2 separate regions of the Zea mays genome follow, and region 2 is linked to region 1. The links are chromatin contacts, called in public Hi-C maps. All regions are on one chromosome and are shown on one strand. Each heading gives the region's core, a stretch centred on a gene start, on an enhancer-like site or on the middle of the called end of the contact. The rest is flanking DNA. Distances are from core to core; before and after follow the strand shown. Region 1 holds the start of LOC100501794 (Major facilitator superfamily protein). Region 2 holds the start of LOC100126898 (knotted1 induced 1).

The links. Hi-C and Micro-C count contacts between places; a contact is called where the count stands out from the background.
Region 2: a contact with region 1 is called in a Hi-C map of ear, with 4 times the contacts expected there. The contact joins the promoter of LOC100126898 here to the promoter of LOC100501794 in region 1. A contact is called at or near these places in 12 of 25 Hi-C or Micro-C datasets (bundle sheath, ear, endosperm and 3 more) and 1 of 3 datasets of contacts at active chromatin or transcription factors (leaf).

What each region holds. Positions count from the first base shown.
Region 1 is chr7:185,398,897-185,405,440 of Zm-B73-REFERENCE-NAM-5.0, reverse strand. It overlaps LOC100501794 (Major facilitator superfamily protein), which reads right to left and starts at 4,446. Exons shown (of 2, transcript NM_001323406.1): 1 at 3,183-4,446; 2 at 2,582-3,086. The coding sequence starts at 4,294. The coding sequence ends at 2,609. LOC103633630 (thaumatin-like protein 1) reads left to right here. Exons shown (of 3, transcript XM_008655353.4): 2 at 1-669; 3 at 848-1,421. The coding sequence ends at 1,019.
Region 2 is chr7:185,220,161-185,226,719 of Zm-B73-REFERENCE-NAM-5.0, reverse strand. It overlaps LOC100126898 (knotted1 induced 1), which reads right to left and starts at 1,284. Exons shown (of 4, transcript NM_001112600.2): 1 at 1,103-1,284; 2 at 848-1,012; 3 at 559-748; 4 at 1-478. The coding sequence starts at 1,210. The coding sequence ends at 183.

The DNA of each region.
Region 1 (6,544 bases), core at 3,197-5,696:
CGGGATCACGTTCACGTTCACGAACCGGTGCGGCGGCACGGTGTGGCCGGGGTTGCTGGCCAACTCCGGGAGCTCGCCGCTGCAGACGACGGGGTTCGAGCTGGGGCCCGGCGAGACGCGGTCGCTGACGGCGCCGCCGGGGTGGTCGGGGCGGTTCTGGGCGCGCACGGGGTGCGCGTTCGACGCCGCGTCGGGCAAGGGCGCGTGCGCGACGGGGGACTGCGGGTCGGGCGAGGTGGAGTGCCGCGGCAGGGGCGCGACCCCGCCGGCGACGCTGGCGGAGTTCACGCTGGGCGGCGGGGGCAAGGACTACTACGACGTGAGCCTGGTGGACGGCTACAACCTGCCCATGGTGGTGGAGGCGGCGGCGCCGGGCTGCCCCGTCACGGGCTGCCTGGTGGACCTCAACGAGCGGTGCCCAGTGGAGCTGCGCGCCGGCGGCCAGGCCTGCCGCAGCGCGTGCGAGGCGTTCGGCACGCCCGAGTACTGCTGCAGCGGCCAGTTCGGCAACCCGGACACGTGCCACCCCTCGCCCTACTCGCAGATGTTTAAGGCGGCGTGCCCGCGCTCCTACAGCTACGCCTACGACGACGCCACCTCCACCTTCACTTGCACCGGCACCGACTACTCCATCACCTTCTGCCCGCCTCGCGCTGGCACGTCCAGCAGGTAAAGAGAGAACGAAGCATCAAACTGGGATGGCGAAAGGAGGCGCTTTAATTAAATTGTTCGCCATGCTTCTTTTGCTGCCCTGCACCGCATTTGTTCCTTCCCCACCATGTATGGCCATGGACAGCTCGAGAAAAGCTTGGAATCTCACGGCCACACGGTTGATCTCTGTGTGCAGCCAGAAGGCGACCAAGGGCCCCTTGCCGACGCCCAGGGACGTGCAGCTCGAGGGCGACTCGTGGCTGGCGAGCCTGGCCACCGGCGAGACGGACGCCGCGACGTCGACGGCGGCGGCGTCGCTGCTCCAGGCCGCATCGGCAGCGGCCGCAGTCGTTGCCTTGCTTTTATGACCGGATCGACGACGGCGGCGGATGGATGAGGACGGCGAAGCATATATTCTTTAGCCTTTTGTCTTTGTGGATAGTGAAGTTGTTTGTTGGCAAGGTGGCGGTAATAGCCTCTAGCGCTATTATATATATATATATATATATATATATATATATATATATATATATATATATATATATATATATATATATATATATATATATATATATATATATATATATATATATATAATATGGATTTTATTTTATCAGCAAATTTAAGATGCACCTTACATGTCAGCAAAACATATGCATTCGTTTATTTTCCTCAGTCTCAGCAAAACACTGTTTCTTTACTTCTTTCTTTTTTTTTAGTCTTCCTTGTCACATGCAGTATGCTAAGTAAATATTCAGCACGTTCTATCATAATGATGTTGCGTTTTAGCTTCCTGCAGCTCCTTTTCAGATTCATTGGCATTTGTTTCACTCACTTCCTATGCTTTAGTTCCAATACCAAGAGTAGTGAGGTATCACCGTATCAGTGACAGACAGGATTTTCGTGTTTTCAGACATAGAATCTCTTTAAAAAAAGGATTGGGACTTGATCGATCCTGTTATTAGTGTGGTCACCACAGTCCATTAGATACGGGGAGTCGGCAGAAAAGAAAACGGCCGCAGATCTTAATTTCCCAAGATTCGGATGGCCCACGTAGATATGGCATCAGAAGGCAGAGAAAAGGGTTTAGGGAGCTTACAAACGCCAAAGAAGTTATAGATGCCCCAGTGGTAACCATCTTTGTTGACTTCTTATCGAGAAAGGTAGAAGATGAGTACAGAACGGATGTTGCTTGAACTGAACGTTCCAAAGAGGGAGAAGGGCAGCCTATGCGACTTTTTTTTTGGTTCTGGAAAAATCACCTCATATACATATACATCAAGGAACAATGCGAAAGGAAGGCGTCCAGTGAAGATTCAGGTCAGAAAGTTTTAGGAAAGTTGTGTAAAACAGTAAAAGACTCACACGAGACCTTCTATGCGACCAAAAACAATACGACAAAGTTACTAAAAATGTAACAAAAGCAAACCTACCGCTTGAACCAGCCTATATATCTCCGATACAAATTTGAAGGCCACGCGGAACATGGGGTTTAGCTAGAGTTTTTTGGGCCTGTGTAATCTTGTGAGACCTGTGAGGCCGCTCGCGTGCTCATATCCTGCTTCTTTTGCTCGTAGGCCTCCAGCCCAGCCTAGGGGAGGCTGCCTCGCTAGGAGCCCATGGCCCATCTCCTTCCCTAGAAAAAATGGTGGGGATAGAATAGAAACGATGGATACGGTACTGTTGGATGATTGTTTTTTTTTCGCCCTAAAATCTGTATTGGGACGAGATGCTTTATATACGTTTCAAGAGTAGACACCGTGCTGGCGAACCAGCAAAATCTGCAGGCCGCAGCCCCCCCTCAATTAGTACTTAGTGGCAATCAACTGTATCAATCAAATTGATCCCATCTTTTCCCTAGAAATAGAATAAAGACAAGAATGGCCCTTAAAATTGCGGAGGTGCTTCTGAATTCCAACGCTTCCACAGAGCCGCCGGCGCCGCGTGCGTTGCTAAGCTAACCCACCCTCTCCGCCACGGCTGACCTGCTCAACCGCTTGCTCTCGTGGATCTTGGCGTACACCCTCTTCGTCCGGACGCAGAGCAGGACGTCGAGGCCGAACCCGACGACGCAGGCGAGCGCCATGATCAGGAAGACGAGGCGGTAGCAGTGTGCGCCGACGCAGGTGTTGCCGCCGCCGGGCACCGCGGTGGCTTCCGCGTCGTAGAGGAGGCCCGCCAGCAGGCCCGAGAAGAGGAAGGAGCCGAGCGGCAGGTTGAGGATGAGGACGTTGTAGACGAGACCGTAGTACTTGAGGCCGAACAGCTCCGACGCCGTGGGCACGGTGACCGCCAGCCGCACGCCGTAGCAGATGCCGACGACCACCGAGCCGATGAAGAGGGAGCCTGGCATCGCCAGCGCCATCACGATGTATCCGACGGCCATCAGGACCTGCGAGGCTGCGTTCCACAGCGGGCGGGGAATACCTCGTGTCCTGGGCACTATATATGTCAACATTTTCTTCTTCTGGATTTGGAGTTATATGATTCCATTCCATACCAATTGCCAATTCGGGTAATAAGTAACTTACTTGATGAAGTGCTCGGAGATGGTGCCGGAGGCGATGCGACCGAAGAATCCCCAGATGCTGGTCATGGAGACGAAGAGGGAGACGTCGACGTAGCCCATGGCCACGCCCATCTGCCCCAGGTTGTTCATCACGGCCAGCCCCGTGCCCACGCCCATCAGGAACGACGCGAACATCAGCCAGAAGTCCAGCGACGTGAGCGTCTGCGCGATCGTGTGCTCCTCCCCGAGGCGCGGCCGCTCTCCGGGAGCACGCGCCTCCTTCGCGACGAGAAGCAGCGGCGCGGCCGCGGCCAAGGAGTCCGCCTCCTCGAGGTCGGCGTTCGCGGCCTTGCGGGTCTCCGCCCACGATTTCCACGCCAGGATCGCCGGCACGGCAGCGGGGGACGCGAGGAGCACCAGGAGCACGGCGACGAAGACGACCCCGCCCCCGCCGCCGAGCCCCGTGAGGTCCGCGGCGAGGAGGTACAGCGCGATTGCCACGGCGAGCGAGTTGATCGCGGCGAAGCAGCGCCCGTCGTCGTCCTCGTCCGCAGCGGCGGCGCCCTCGCGGAGGAACACCATGGCGAGCGCGCAGACGGCGGCCGGCACGACGGCGAGCATGACGAGGAACGAGGCCGGGTCGTCGGCGAAGAGCGCGGAGCAGGTGTCGGTGAAGATGGCGGTGCTGAGGCCGACGTAGCCCTTGAGCAGGCCGGAGACGGGGCCCCTACTCCGGCGGAAGTTGCGGATGCAGGTGACGAGCACGGCGGTGTTCATCCATGTGGTGCTGTTCCCGCCGAGACAGAGGAAGACGCACATCTGCCAGTACGGGAGCGGCGCGACGGCCCCGGACACGACCATCCACTGCGCGCCGTAGCCGAGGAGGCCCTCGAGGGAGCCGACGGCGAGGAGGAGCCAGGTGGGGACGCGGTCGGACGCCAGCCCCGCGAGGAGGCCGAACGCCTTGCCGACGTCCTTGGCGACGGAGAGGCCGTTGAGCTGCAGCTGCGTGAGGCCCATGAGCGTCTTGAGCGCGTGCGAGTAGTTGGAGAAGGTGTAGTTGTTGCCGGAGATGCACTGCACCCACACCGCCGTCACCAGCCCCAGCCACCGCCCCCAGCGCGTCCCCGCCATTAGGGCCTTTCCTTGCTTGCTTCGAGTTCAATCAAGGTGGCGCGCGTTTGGTCGCTTGGTGCTTGGCCGTGTGTCCCGAGGAGGAGGAGGAGGAGGTACGGAAGGGGCGGTGGAGGCGCGTCGCTTTCCGGTGCGTCGGGCGGGACTCGAGGATTCGTTCGGTCTGGTCGGCCGTAGGAGCAGGGCCGGTGGTTTTATCAGCGGCTGAGAGAGGGAGGGTACGGCTTTTCTTGGAGTAATTTATTGGTTTTTAGAAAGAGTATACAAGCGATTATTATATGATTTTGATGGTTTTTGAATTGTTATGGAAGGAAGTGTCATGGTTTTGAGTTTTGATGTTTTTTTGTTTGAGCCCTTGACCCTAGGCTGCTGGTACCATCACCGGAAGCGAAGCGTGCAGGCTAGTTCCCGTCCGTCAAGCATCGGCAAGCCCGCTCCCAAACATCTGCATGAGTAGCCTACCTACGCAAAAGCAACACGCACGTCTCCATCTGCCCTACTGCGGCCTGCCTGTCAACAGCAGCCTAAATTAATAAACAATAATAATAATATACTGAAACCAAAACACACACGGTTCATTGTGCGGCACGAAAATGGTTTGCTTTAGTTCGTCAGAAACCCGTAAGCATCTCCCAAAGGTAATCGGGTTCAGGACGTGCCGCCAAGCATGTCCAATCAAACCTTTTCCCTGCAGCCTTTCTCTGCTCGTGTTACTGTTTTTTTTTTCATGCCACTTGCCGGTTAGTGTCATAGAAAACATTTCTTGCCCCAGACGATCTTTTGTTGCCCCGGCCGCCGGCGAGGTAAGCCAAGTTCGCCAGTGCTACCACTGATCATGAACGAGAGAAAGCGACGTGACACACTGTTTCTGACTTCTGACTATGATCTTTGCTGCGGCGGGAGGAGAAGCAAAGTGCGGATGGAATTGTTTGTACCGAGCTCAGTTTTTAAAAACTGTTAATGTTCAGTCTCTACAGTTGTGTAGCCTTTTTTTTCAGAAGCAGCCGAAACAGCTATACAAAACTGATAGCCGAAACAACGGATTCGTAAAGAATCTTTTGAAGGCCCAGCCAAAAGGTCAGGTCTGATCTTTTCATTGTAATTTGTAGAGATCACTGTTTGGGCGTCAAATCGATACGCATTCCCGTAATCTATTTATTAGCTGCAAGCTATTTTTTTGTTAAGAAAGGTGTTTGGTTCTAACGTATCAGCTAATTATAAAACTAACTATAATTTTAACTAGCATTCAAACATTCTATACGGTAGGTGATAAACTTTATCTTGAACACATCCTGCAATGAACCTTATCTTGAACACTGTCAGGTTTGCAGGTTTTTTTCCCCCGAAAGACCGAGAGCCAAGGGAGACGAAATGGTAGTGATAGGGACCGGTCGAAGAGAGAAGTCGGCGCTGCACGTCCTGACTGATGGAGTACGTGACGGGACACTCCAAAGATCACGTCGGTCGTACAAGACAGCGACGGTACTCGTTCAGCATCTCGCTAGCTCCCCGCCCGACGCGGACATGTACGAGTACGACTTGAGCCTGGGTGCTGTTTGGTTAAAAAAAATGTAACGCAAATGGTAATGGTAACGGTTTACGATCGATTACTAGTGGTAACAAATTTGAATAGACTAGTATCAATTTTTAGTATGGTATCTGATTACGGTTGGACTAAAACAAACATGATTTAACGTTATCAGTTACCCATTGCGTTACAAATATGTGAACCAAACGGCACCCTGGATCGTTTTATAAATATATATATATATATAACTAAAAAAATCGATAATCTCTACCATCTATTAAATGTAGGCTGTCATTCGGTGTTCTGTCATTTCTATTCCCTGTTCTGTATTTCTGATTCCCCTCTCTATTCTGCCTTTCCGATTCCCCCTCCCCGCACAGTCCATTCTCATGTTCGGTCACTATTCCATGTTTCCTTTCTCATTCCCCCTCACCACAAATCTCATTCCCACGTACATCCCACGCCTAACTAAAATTAAATTAAAAAAACACAAGTTTAAATATGAAGGCTACACTCAGTCATTAAGTCATTGATGAAAGAAGAAAGTGTGGAGAACCACACGCGCGTGCGCTCGCTCGCCTCGCCTCGCAGGGGCGGAGCGAAGGGCGCGGGCGCATGACATGCGCGTGAATGGTCCGACGAAATCCGGCCCATCGCCTTGTGGGGGCATGGCTTCCTTTTGCCATTTTATTTTTGGTTGCTTGGCTGTTAAGTTTAGAATC
Region 2 (6,559 bases), core at 35-2,534, 180 kb after region 1:
TCAACACGATGCTTATAATAGGTTTATTTCCACACGGTACAGGGGGGAAGTCGAATAAAAATAAAAGCGACATTTATTCGTTGGGCATCATATCACAGTGCATTGCCCGGCAGGAAACACAGTTACAGTATTATTCCATGCACACTTGACAGAAACGCAAACAGAGACGACGGTACGGTGTATCAGTTGTCCATGGCGACGCCAGGCAGCTGGAAAGGGTCGTCGTCCTGGTTGAGCTGCTGCTTGAGCATCCACTTCTTGAAGGGGTGGAAGAGGATCTCCTTGGAGCAGGTGTACTGCTGCGGCGCGGGGCAGTCGATGAACGTGCCGTTCCCCGCCGCGCAGAAGTAGAGCTGGAACAGCATGTACTTGTCGAAGGGGCCCTTGCTGCACTGGATCACCGGCGTCGCGTTGATGCCGCTCTTGAAGACCTTGGTGATCGCCTTGAGGCCGTAGAGCCCGAAGTCCGGCTCGATACCTGCATTGCAAGCATGCAGAAGATTCAGACAGACGTACTGCAGCTAGTAGACGAATATAATATATGCTTAGTTAGTTTACCTTTGGCTTTGAGGCGAACGAGTGGGTTGATCCGGCTACGGAAGGAGAGGGCAGTCTCGAAGTAGTCTTTCTCGCTGAGGCCGGAGCAGGCGCCGGCCTTCTTCCAGGCGTTCTTCCAGCTGCTCTGCCCGTTGTTGCTGGGGCACCTGATGTTGCTCCAGTACTGATTCAGGCCTTGGATGCCGGTAATCTGTCGTCAATATATATTTATATTTATAATAATGCGCATTATTATTATTATAGATATATATATGATGCAGCTAGCTAGCTGGAGTATGTACGTACGTACCAGGTTAGGGTCGTAAGGAACTTTGTTGCTGCATCCCGTCACTGCAGCGTCGGTGGTCGCGTTAAGGACGGTGAAGCCCGTTATGTAGAAGTCGCGCGCCGGCGAGACGCCGGTGGTCGGCTTGCAGCACCCAGCGCTGGTCTGCTCGCAGTATGCTCCTGGCCACTGCACGCGGGCGTCCCATGCATGCAGTCAGGCCGGCGGCCGGGCCTTCTTCTTAATTAGATTAGATATAATAATTATTATTATACATACCATAAGAGCCAGCTGGTAGTAGATACCGGAGTCGTCATCAGCGATCGCGGGCGAAGCTACTACTAGCAGCAGCAAGCCAAGGAGGAGTGCCATCCTGCAGGAAGCCATATGGAACGTGGACGGTGAATGCCTAGCAAGCATACGCGTGGGTAGTACTTATAGGCAGGCGAGCGAGCGCCCTCATATTTTCTTTCGTCGACCATTTTAAATTTTTGTGGGCGGCTGTGCCATGTGCTCCTCTCCGGTCCACTGCAACTGTAAGCACGTGCTATAATCCAATGATTTTTTATTACAAACATTTGGTTTTTGAGAGAATCCTGTTGAGCACTATTTGTAGCACTCACTACCAAAAATGTTGGCTTTGTCTGAAGCACTCGGCAAAGTCTTAAAAACACTCGGCAAATGTTTTGCCGAGTGTCGCACTCGGCAAAGAGGGCTTGACATACCGTGCATCGACAAAGCCGTCTTTGCCGAATACTTTTTCTCGGGCACTTGGCGAAGAAAAGCAGCCGTTACGGTATCTGTCGGGGACCATAATTAGGGGTACCCTCAAGGCTCCTAATTCTCAGCTGGTAACCCCCATCAGCATAAAGCTGCAAAGGCTTGATGGGTGCGACTAAGTTAGGGATCAGTCCATTCGAGCGACTCGATCACGCCTCGCCCGAGCCTAGCCTCGGACAAGGGCAGCCGACCCCGGAGGATTTCTGTCTCGCCCGAGGCCCCCCTCCAACGGCGAACATATTTCCGGCTCGCCCGAGGCCCTGCCTTCGCTAAGAAGCAACCCTGACCAAATCGCCGCACCAACCGACCAAATCGCAGGAGCATTTAATGCAAAGGTGGCCTGACACCTTTATCCTGACGCGCGCCCCCCAGCCGGCAGAGCCGAAGTGACCGCCGTCACTTCGCCGCTCCACTGACCGGCCTGACAGAAGGACAGCGCCGCCTGCGCCACTCCGACTGCGGTGCCACTTGACAGAGTGAGACTGACAGGCAGTCAGGCCCGGCCGAAGGCACCATAGGAAGCTCCGCTTCGCCCGACCCAGGGCTCGGACTTGGGCTAAGTCCCGGAAGACGACGAACTCCGCTCCGCCCGACCCAGGGCTCGGACTCGGGCTAAGTCCCGGAAGACGGCGAACTCCGCTCCGCCCGACCCAGGGCTCGGACTCGGGCTAAGTCCCGGAAGACGGCGAACTCCGCTCCGCCCGATCCAGGGCTCGGACTCGGGCTAAGTCCCGGAAGACGGCGAACTCCGCTCCGCCCGACCCAGGGCTCGGACTCGGGCTAAGTCCCAGAAGACAGCGAACTCCGCTCTGCCCGACCCAGGGCTCGGACTCGGGCTCAGCCCCAGAAGACGACGAACTCCGCTTCGCCCGACCCCAGGGCTCGGACTCCGCCCTGGCCTCAGCCGACGGCCTCCGCCTCGCCCGACCCGGGGGCTCGAACTCGACCTCGTCCACGGAAGACAGACTCGACCTCAGCTTCGGAGGAGCTTCCACATCGCCCAACCTAGGGCGCAGACCAGCCACGTCAACTGGAGGCGCCATCATCGCCCTACCCCAAGCTGACTCGGGCCGCAGGAAACAAGACCGGTGTCCCATCTGGCTCGCTCTGCCAGATAGGCAATGATGGCGCCCCGCATACTCTGTGACGACGGCGTCTCTCAGCCCCCTTACGGAAGCAGGAGGACGTCAACAAGGACTCAACCGCTCCGACAGCTGTCCCTCCGCCAGGCTCCATCGCTCCTCCGACGGCCACGACATCACACCAGCTGGGTGCCAAAATCTCTCTGGCTGCCACAGCGGCATGTACTTAGGGCGCTAGCTCTCCTCCGCTAGACACGTAGCACTCTGCTACACCCCCCATTGTACACCTGGCTCCTCTCCTTACGCCTATAAAAGGAAGGACCAGGGCCCTCTTAGAGAGGGTTGGCCGCGCAGGGACGAGGACGAGACAGGCGCTCGCTTGGGGCCGCTCGCTCCCTCTCCTGCGTGGACGCTTGTAACCCCCTACTACAAGCGCACCCGACCTGGGCGCGGGACGAACACGAAGGCCACGGGATTCCCACCTCTCTCACGCCGGTCTCCGGCCGCCTCGCTCTCCCCCCTTCGCGCTCGCCCTCGCGCTCGACCCATCTGGGCTGGGGCACGCGGCGACATTCACTCGTCGGCCCAGGGACCCCCCGGTCTCGAAACGCCGACAGTTGGCGCGCCAGGTAGGGGCCTGTTGCGTGTTGACGGATAGCTTCCCGTCAAGCTCCAGATGGGCAGTCTCCAGCAACCTCTCCAACCCGGGACGGTGCTCCGTTTCGGGAGTCTTGAGTTCATGTCCCTCGACGGCAGCTACGACATGATACTCCTTCCACCGCCGCGCGACAACGATAATGGCGGCCGACAGCCCGCCCGCCGGCGGCGGAATCGACGACGTCTTCCCCGCGTGGTGGAAGAACAACCTTCGAGCTCATCCTGCCCTTTCCCCCGCCGACGAAGGGGAAGGCAGGGCGACCAAGGCCAAGCAGGAGGCAGTGCTTCGTTGGCTGTCGAGCGAGCCGACAGCACCGGCACCCCAACAAGGGGCGCCCCGGGTATCGACTTCGCGCCTGAGACGAAGACGAGCGTCGTCTCCCCGCGACACGCCAATCCCGAGCAAGCGGACGACGCCAGCGCGCTCGCGGAGAGCTTGCTGGACGTCACCCTCGTACCTGAGACGACGGTGCAGTCAGTCCCCGACGTGACTTTATCGCCGCTCGTCGACCAAGAGATACCGACCGATTCCCATCCCACGTCATTTGGATTCAGCCTCAACCCGCCTAGCGACCTTGATTTGGCGGGCGCTCTCGTAGAGGCGAGTCCAAACCCTCTGGGGTTTCGCATGCGGTCGCCTTGGGACCGGCTGACGGACGTCTCGACCTATGGGCCCTCTGGGTCCGAGGAAGACGACGAGCCCAGCATCTGTTGGGATTTCTCTGGACTTGGCAACCCCAGTGCCATGCGGGACTTCATGACCGCATGTGACTACTGCCTCTCCGACTGTTCCGACGGTAGCCGCAGCCTCGGCGACGAGGACTGCGGCCCAAGCCGCGAATGTTTCTACATCGATCTAGGGGGTCCCTCCGAAGGCAATCATCTCGGCATGCCGGAGGACGGTGATCTCCCTAGGCCAGTGCCCCGCGTTGACATCCCATGGGAGCTAGCTGTGGTCCCCGTTCAGGCGGGGGGCCATGACCCACAGCTCGAGCAAATCTGCGGGGTGCAGGCCAGGCTCGACGAGGGAGCAGGGGCGCTTGAGCCGATCCGCTGGGACGTCAGGCAGGCATGGGCGGGCCAACCCCCGGCCGGAGAAATACGTCATCTGCCCTAGGGTTTCCAGCACCACGTCGCCGACGACGTCAGGGTCAGGCCGCCACCCGCATCTAGTGGGGTCGGCCAGAACCTGGCTGCAGCAGCGATGCTCCTCCGCGTGATGCCGGAGCCATCAACCACCGAGGGCCGACGAATCTAGGGGGAGCTCAAGAATCTCCTGGAAGGCGCCGCGGTCCGACGGGCCGAGAGCTCTGCCTCCCGAAGGAAGGGATATCCCTCGGAACCTCATGACGCGACTTCCCGATTCATGCGGGAAGCCTCGGTCTACACCGAGCGCACGCGCAACACCGCGCCTGCGGCCCCGGGCCGCCTCGGCAACTGGCACCATCACCGCGACCGTCGGGCCCACCTCGACGAGAGGGTGCGCCGAGGCTACCACCCCAGGCGTGGGGGACGCTACGACAGCGGGGAGGATCGGAGTCCCTCGCCCGAACCGCCCGGTCCGCAGGCCTTCAGCCGGGCCATCCGACGGGCACCGTTCCCGACCCGGTTCCGACCCTCGACTACAATCACAAAGTACTCAGGGGAGACGAGACCGGAACTGTGGCTCGCGGACTACCGTCTGGCCTGCCAACTGGGTGGAACGGACGATGACAACCTCATCATCCGCAACCTCCCCCTGTTCCTCTCCGACACCGCTCGCGCCTGGTTGGAGCACCTGCCTCCGGGGCAGATCTCCAACTGGGACGACCTAGTCCAAGCCTTCGCCGGCAATTTCCAGGGCACGTACGTGCGCCCCGGGAATTCCTGGGACCTCCGAAGCTGCCGGCAGCAGCCGGGAGAGTCCCTCCGGGACTACATCCAGCGATTCTCGAAGCAGCGCACCGAGCTGCCCAACATCACCGACTCGGATGTCATCGGCGCGTTCCTCGCCGGCACCACCTGCCGCGACCTGGTGAGCAAGTTGGGTCGCAAGACCCCCACCAGGCCGAGTGAGCTGATGGACATCTGAGAGCACCTAGAGGGGGGGGTGAATAGGTGATCCTGTGAAACTTAAACTTATAGCCACAAAAACTTGTTAAGTGTTAGCACAATAATCGCCAAGTGGCTAGAGAGGAGTCTCAACAAAACACAATACCACAAGAGATCAAACACAGAGATGACACAGTGGTTTATCCCGTGGTTCGGCCAAGACCAACACTTGCCTACTCCACGTTGTGGCGTCCCAACGGACGAGGGTTGCAATCAACCCCTCTCAAGCGGTCCAAAGACCAACTTGAATACCACGGTGTTTTGCTTTGCCTTTCAATATCCCGTTTGCGAGGAATCTCCACAACTTGGAGCCTCTCGCCCTTACACAAGATGTTCACGAAGAATCACAGAGCAAGGGAGGGATTAGCAACTCACACACGACACAAAGATCACAGCGAATACGCACACGCAAAACCCAGACTTGAGCTCAAGAGACTAGCACACTAGAACGGAGCTCAAATCACTAGAATGTCGAACAAGTGCGCAAGAATGAAGTGTGAGTGATCAATGATGCTCAAAGGATGCTTGGTTTTCTCCTACATGCGCCTAGGGGTCTCTTTTATAGCCCCAATGCAGCTAGGAGCCGTTGAGCACAAATCTGGAAAGCCATTCTTGCCTTCTGTCATCGGGGGCACCGGACAGTCCGGTGCACACCGGACACTGTCCGGTGCCCAATTTCCTTCCTTAAATAGCGAAGCCGACCGTTGGCAGACTTGGAGCCGTTGGCGCACCGGACATGTCCGGTGCACACCGGACAGTCCGGTGCCATCTTCTAGCCGTTGGCTCGGCCATGTGTCCCGCGCAGATTGCGCGGCCGACCGTTGGCCCGGCCGACCGTTGGCTCACCGGACAGTCCGGTGAATTTTAGCCGTACGTCGCCGGTGAATTCCCGAGAGCGGCCAGTTCGCTCGAGCCAGCCTGGCGCACCGGACACTGTCCGGTGCACCACCGGACAGTCCGGTGCTCCCAGACTCAGCAGATTCTTGGCTGCTCGAGCCAAGACATTTCCAATTGGATTTTACCTGTTTCCAGCACTTAGACACAATACATTAGTCCATAAAACAATGTACTAAGTCTGAGAAACATACCTTTATCCTTGATTTGTACTTTGTCCACCTTTTTACAC